Linked DNA regions of Triticum aestivum: region 1 is linked to region 2. Evidence: chromatin contacts called from public Hi-C data. All regions are on one chromosome and are shown on one strand. The core of a region is the stretch at or near the end of the contact, and the rest is flanking DNA. Distances in the headings are between cores, read along the strand shown. Region 1 holds the start of LOC123157002 (non-lysosomal glucosylceramidase). Region 2 holds the start of LOC123160707.

Region 1 (3,499 bases), core at 693-3,192, 430 kb before region 2:
TTGTTTGATTTGCTGAAGAAGAAAATATACCGTAAAAGTGAAAACCGCGACGGGAAAGCTGCTCTCCTTGTAGTTGTGAGGGATGAAGGGCGATATCTGACGGCAGGTGATCTTGATGTCAGGGTCAGGCTCACCTACATTGCAATTGTGGAACATAGAAGGTTAGTACTTAGTAGGTCCTGCCAGACAAACTTAATCGGCATTGTTACTGGCGACAACTATCTCTGTCAGGTAAGGAATGTACCATCATATACAGTCCAAGATCTTGGGAACAAGCCATGGTAGTTGCAATTCTTCTCTTTCAGTTTCCAGTCCCAAGACCCGATACCGGCTTTGTCTATTCCCCTGCAAATGTGCACAATTATTTGTATGGTATCTCTGACTGGCATAATCAGATGAACGATATACAGGTGAGCTTGTGAGGCTTTCACTGCTTACTTGAGAAGATCAGCAGTTGGTGCGGACAACACTGTGGAGTAGCTCTTCCCGCCGGGCCGCGAAACGAATGCCTAGACAGGTGAAAATAGTGGGCAATATAAGACGTTTTTCCACCATAAATTGAGCACTGAAACTCATGAAAGCAAGTGTAAATTTATTATTACTGAGAACTGGTTGGCCAGGACAGGCTTCTCTTCATATATCCTGGGGAATATTTGAAACTGCTGAAAGTACCCTCTGTAGCTTCTCCCTATGCTTCCTGAACTGAAAAGAAGAAGAGAATGTACTTTGAGTAAAACTGTCATCTGAAGTTCAGTCAGCTGCAGGGCCATGCATGAATGTCACAACACAACCGAGGCAAGTCTCAGAGCAAAATCAGGACCCGAAACATCGAAAGAACTTACCCTAGTCCGCCGAGGGGTACCCCGCGGTAGCAGTTGTCCATCCATTTCCTGAGCGGATCATAGACGGCAACCTTTGGGAAACAAGATGATACTTGTTCAACAATTTCACTGGCTACTGAGTACTGACTGGGCAGAATAATTTGCACCGGCATTTCAACTACATGCGCATGCTGGTAGACAGATTAGCTGAATGTTCAGTGACAGAAGAGGGACTCACTTGGTTTTTGGCGATTCCCTCGACGTGTAGTCGAAGCATTTTAAAAATCAAGGGTATCTGCAGCACAACCATGACCATGGTCAGTGTTTATATGCAGCAAAGGTAGTAAGCATTCTTGGTTCTAAATGCAAAATTTAAAAAGGTACAGTCCATGTTGACATGCTTGCTTACAATTGTGAAGATATCAGTGGTCATGCTAAGCATAGCAACCTTCTTTCCTTCATCGTCGAATTTCCTCTGCCAAGTTATTGCTGGTGGCTGTGCACAGTCGACGTGCAAGTGCGCCTGAAGCAAGAACAACCATGTCATACCAGTTCGCTTATAATGGACTGAAACCTTCATTAGGGAATCATCCAAGAAAACAACTGATCAGAATCGAAAATCGTAGAGGAGAAGAACCTCGAGCTCCTCCACCAGAGGAGTAGGGTCAATTAAGTAATTGCACCAGAATATTAAGTAGTAGGAGCCAAAGAAATGGGAGAGCTGTTTCAGGTCAGGAGATACCTTGGTTTGCTCAAACTCTGAACTTCCCATCTTCAGAAACCGATGAAGGGGCTAACTCGACTGGAACAGATACAGCATGGTCAACAACTCGAAGAACGGGATTGCTCATCAGATTGAAAACAAACCAAGAATGTATCCGTACACTGAGAACCGCCTACATAGGAGGAGGAGAGTGAGAAAGTACCTGGACCTGAACACGGCACCCTGAGACGCTCAGCTCTTTTGAGGAGCTACCCGAGGTAGCTGTCTATATAACTCGTTGGACAAGAAGGGGACGAAGACGACGCGACGAAGGAGAAGCGAGGAGCATAACCAGAAGGACTGGCTGGTGGTATCAGATATTCAGATATGCTCAGGTGCGTGGAAAAGTAGGCGTGCACATCACAGTCGTGGAAGCGGTTGAATATGCCATTCATGCTCCCCGGTCACGATCCTCGCTGATAAATCTTTCCCGATAATTAGCCTGATTCCCGCGTCACCATGCCGGAAGGAACAAAGTTTCGCCGGTACTGCCAAGCTAGCTAGCCGTTCATGGAAAAGACGGGCGCTGGAAGCAACCGTGATGCGTGCTAGACTGTCGCGTACTCGCGTGGTTTCTTAGACTTGTTCCATCGGAAATCAGAAATAGCAGCCCGGGTGTTGAATTAGTGTGATGTAGTACGTTTTTTGACAAATTCTCTCTTAAGGAATAGACTATTTATAGTTGGAAAATTTAAGGCTTTTAGGTGAATTAGTTTGTAAGTTTAGATCATTAAAGTAGTGATCTAAACGATCTTATATTTAGTTTATAGAGGGAGTATCATGGAGCTGGCTTAGTATGCTGTGTTCAGGGGAATGATAAGAGCAACTCCAACGGGCGACCCAAACGGACGGCGATTTCGTCCGCTTTTTGTCTGTTCGGGTCGGCCAGGCGGACACGAACATCCGTTTCCGCGTTTGGGTCGGCGTGTGCGCCCAACGCGCGCCTGGCCCATTTTGGCGCCACCGACAAAAAAATATATGCATGCATATTTCTACTGAAAATAACTTAATTAAACATTAAAACCGGGCAGGAAGGCCGGCGAGAGTCCACGCGTCCACATTAGCATTAAAAAGAAATTAAAAACCACCTAACTACGAGGCGGCGCACTGCCCAGCGCACCCTAGGCGGCGGCGGCGGCGGCGTCCTCGGGGTCGGTGAGGTCGATGAGCGTCGGCGGAGGGCCGGCCCAGGGGAACGCCGTGGCCCATGCGGCAGTGGCGTAGTCCGGGGGCAGCTGTTCCGACGGTGGAGTGCCAGCGCGGGGGGCTGTGCCGCCGCCTATGCAGACGCAGCCTGGCGCGCCTCCTCCTCAGCCTGACGCGCCTCCTCCTCGAGGTCGCGCTCGAGCATCTCCTCGTACTCGCCTTGACGCCGCTCCTCGGCCAGCCGTCACTGGCGCCAGTGCTCGAGGTAGGCCGCCTCCTGCGCCGGGGTCGCCTCCATCCAAACCGATGGCGCGGACACCCACTCGCGCACCACTCCCGTCCAGGAGAACCTCGCGATGGAGCCCGGCTCCGGCTCCGACTGCGGCTCCGGGTCGACCTTGACACGGCGTCGGGGAGGGTATGGCGGGGCCACCCGCGGCACCACACAGTCACCGGCCGCGGAGAGGGCCATGGCATGCGCCATGGCCGCCTCGTACCGAGCTTCCTCTTCTTCTGCCGCCTCCGCCCTGCGCCGCTCGTCCTCCTTGCTCTCCCGGTAGACAGCCGCAAGGGCCGCCTGGTAGGCGTCTTCTTCCGCCTGGTCTTCCTCCCCGACGACGAGCGGCGGCGGCGGCACGCTGCGGTCGACCTCCCGCACGTCGCGCCGCCTCGCCTTCTCGTGCTCGAAGGCGAACCAGCGTACCCAGTTGGGATCGAAGGCGTACGCCTCGTCGCGGCGCTGCTCCGGCGTCAGGAGCGCCCGCCGGCG
Region 2 (3,542 bases), core at 331-2,830:
ATCAGTCTATTTTTAGCAACCACAATATGTGAGGGCAAAGTAAGTTGTCCATAAATATATAGTTAAAAAAAAGTTGTCCGTAAACATCTTACTGATTTTATCTCTCTTTTAGGTATTATATTCGCTGTGTTTCTTTTTACACTGCATATAAGATTTATTTGAGGACATTATCCTAGACTTTAGGACATTTTGTAAAAAGCTTATTTGAAGTTCGCACGCATAATTCTGTACTGCGAAAGGAGAAGGTCAATGCAAACATGCTTCAATATACCTATCTCGATCTTTACTAAGCTCGTTAGGAACAAAGTGCCGGTTTTTCCTTCTGCCCCAAAATTAATGTCTTGGGTCCATCTCCTTGGCGTTCTTGCATGATAGTCTTGATCCATTTCTTAGCCTTGTAGTACAAAGGCAATAGCCATATGAGTGTCGTTTGGATCCACTCCTTATGTACGATATATGGGCTAGTACCATGAATGAAATTTCGACGAGCATCGATTATGGTTTTGTAGTAGCCGACATGCATAGTTGAATATGTGAATACCTAAAGCCTGTAGCTCCCTACAAAATGAAACTATAGTTGTGGTTGCTCCTCCTCGTGTGCAATGGTGTCGTCGACATACCTACGACAGGCGGGTCCAATTATTGGGTCTTTCTTTATACAGTTTCACAAATTTGAGGTTTGAATTGTTAAAACGTTGAAATATCCATTCAAACATGTAAATGATGCATGCTAGGACGTGATGCAAGTCGCATACTACAAAGCCGAATCACCCACCGTGCAAAAAGCTATATCTCTTCTTAGTCGGCCGATGACCGCAACTCACCCAATCTTTATTACGTACATGTGTACATTTTGAAAAAGTTTTTGATTTTGGGCGGTGTCACAAAAGAGAATGCCGCAACAGTTTAGGAGGGGGGAGGGGGGGGGGCAACACACAAAAACTGCAGTGTGGATGTGATTTAGAATTATAGAGCCGATTGAATTTGGTTGAAGCTCACACTTTGCATTGTAGACTTAAAAAAGATTCGAATGGATGTAGTTTCTACAACTGATAAGAATTTTGGAAACGACGCCTTTTAGCACAACACAACAAAAGAAACTTAGGAGAGAACAAAATATGTAGTATTGTATAGTCGGACCCCATGTATGCATCACTGCAGTGTGCTCCATACATAGGCATGACCCCATGTATCGAGGATTTAGTGGGCCGTGATTGTAACCATATACTCCTTCCGTTTCTAAATGTAAGTCTTTGGAGAGAATTCACTATGGACCACATACGGAGCAGAATGAGTGAATCTACATTCTAAAATGCATCTATATACATCCGTATATGGTTCATAGTGAAAACTCTATAAAGACTTATATTTAGGAACGGAGGGAGTAGTTTCAAACGGCTGATCCGCATCCGCTCGCGGGATTAACCGGATAACGCCTAGCGAGGGCCATTAAAAGTAGATTTTGCGATTAATCCCTGCCACCCAAATCAGATCTGCCACACAAGCGGCAACGGTGTGTACCCAGAAACCCGGCGTGCACATAGCTAACACGCAAACGAAGCAGCAAAAGATGAAAATATTAATCGCAAAAGGGGAGCCAACGCTCCAAGCCGCCTCCTCCGCAAGGGGATAAAAAGCCGCCCCCTCCCGGCGTCACGCGCACAGAGCAGAGAAAAACGGCCACTCCGCAGTAGCCAAGCCACCCACGACCACGCCGACGCCGACGCCGACGGCGACGGAACCGCCACTGCAAAACTACCAGAACGTCCGCAGCGCTGATGGCGTGTTGGCGGAAGAAGGTCGTGTTCCGGGCGCGCCGTGCGTGGGCCGCCGTCTCCGGCCGCCTCCTCCGCGGCAGCAAGTCGGGTCAGTCTCCCTCCCCGCACTCCTCTCCAACTCAACCACTGCCCACACGCATGTTGGTCTAGAAAAACGGTGAAGATTTCCGGTTGGTTTCTTGATTGGAAGCGCTAGATGGCGAAGATTTTCTCTTCATTTTGCTTCCTTCAGTGTTCCTGAAATGAGTGAAAGAATAAACAGATGAAATGTGGGTCTGAAAAAACGCAGGTCATTGGTCGGGACGTCTAGATGCATGTTTGGCAGCAAATTTCGATTTCACGGGAATGATTGATTTCTTGGGCCCCTTTATTTGTTCATCGATAGGAAAGTTGTTTTTCTTTCCCTCTTAGTAATGATATGTATTCGTTCAAGGGCTATTCCTTATTTGGTTGTTCGCCTAAAGGGATACAAAGAGAAAAAAGATGAGAAATTTCTGCACTCAGAAGAAAATCAAAATTTGCTTACCTGTGGGTAAGAAGATCTGGTGAACAGAAGTACAATACAGTCCAGATTTACGACTATACAGAAAAACATGACAATTTACCTGTAATTCTACATTTTCACTTCTTTCTGTAAGCTGGTTTGTTGGTCTTTATACTGCACCAAACATCATTTTGAATAGATTGTGATGTGAACAATGTGTGATATGGATTGTCGAGTGGAAGAGGCCGAAAGTTTCCCTTCTGTTATTAGAAGAAAATTGGTAAATAGATCCCCAACATGCAGACCAAAGAATAGGAGATGATGCTTGTTCTGCTGGGTAGTATTATCTCCGGAATTAAGTGCAGTAAATTCGCTCTCCGGGATCTCGTTGTGTAGCCGCGGCAGTGCTACTAACATTTACTTCTCGATTTCAATATCGCGTGGTGTGATGAGGTACGCATGGCATGGTTTGCAGGATTCTAGCTTAAATTCGTATGGGATTCGTGGAGGCTTTCTGTGTTTCAAACCATAGGATTTTACAGGAACTTCACATGAAACATGTACACGTCGGAAAATTCGTAGTATGCTCCAAACACCAAGGGGCCTCAATGATCATCCATCAGATCTTTTCTTTTTGCAAGCTTTAGGACCACTCAGATCGATCTCTCATACCTTGTACGGATTTCCTGCTGGACCAGTAGGCCTTTTCCATCTCTTATGGGAGAGGCCTTCTATTTGCGTCTGTCCGTCCATTTGGATGGACTGAAGTAACTTGTGGTGCCTTTTTCATCAGTAGGGAATGGAGCAGAAGCTCCTGTTGCTATGAGCCTAGAAAGCAATCAATACTTTTGTAGCATTGTTTGATTGAAACTGAGACGTCAATGTACCTTATGTTAGAGATTTTTTTCAACAAAGAACACATCTGAAACTTGTCTCAAAAGAAGAGAAAAGTAAAGTAAAAAAGCTTGTCTGAAACTGAATCTGCCTACTGTGATGCAGGCAGCGGCGGGATACTGAAGCTCCACGAGGACGTGCAGACCTGCGGGTACCAGGACGTGCAGGTCATGTTCGACATGCTCACCTCTGAGCTGGAGGCGGCGCACGCCCGCAACCGCAAGCAGCCTGCATCACCGCTGCCGGCGTGGTCCAGCCGCTTGTCGTTGTCCTCCGCCTGACCGAGGGCAGCACAGTAGAGAAGAAGGACCATTCGTTGAAGTGCAGGGCACTCACGAAGGACGTCACCATGTTAGTTTTACAAGTTACTGCCTGTGCATCAGGCG

Evidence for each region. A called contact is a pair of places that touch in the nucleus more often than the background predicts.
Region 1: a Hi-C map of leaf shows a contact between it and region 2, with 7 times the contacts expected there. The contact joins the promoter of LOC123157002 here to the promoter of LOC123160707 in region 2. A contact is called at or near these places in 2 of 5 Hi-C or Micro-C datasets (both in leaf).

What each region holds. Positions count from the first base shown.
Region 1 is chr7B:417,503,144-417,506,642 of IWGSC CS RefSeq v2.1, reverse strand. LOC123157002 (non-lysosomal glucosylceramidase) reads right to left here and starts at 1,942. Exons shown (of 15, transcript XM_044575224.1): 1 at 1,748-1,942; 2 at 1,564-1,623; 3 at 1,231-1,344; 4 at 1,060-1,116; 5 at 843-913; 6 at 603-702; 7 at 439-509; 8 at 245-345; 9 at 31-134. The coding sequence starts at 1,593.
Region 2 is chr7B:417,075,188-417,078,729 of IWGSC CS RefSeq v2.1, reverse strand. It overlaps LOC123160707, which reads left to right and starts at 1,580. Exons shown (of 2, transcript XM_044578550.1): 1 at 1,580-1,866; 2 at 3,262-3,542. The coding sequence starts at 1,779. The coding sequence ends at 3,437.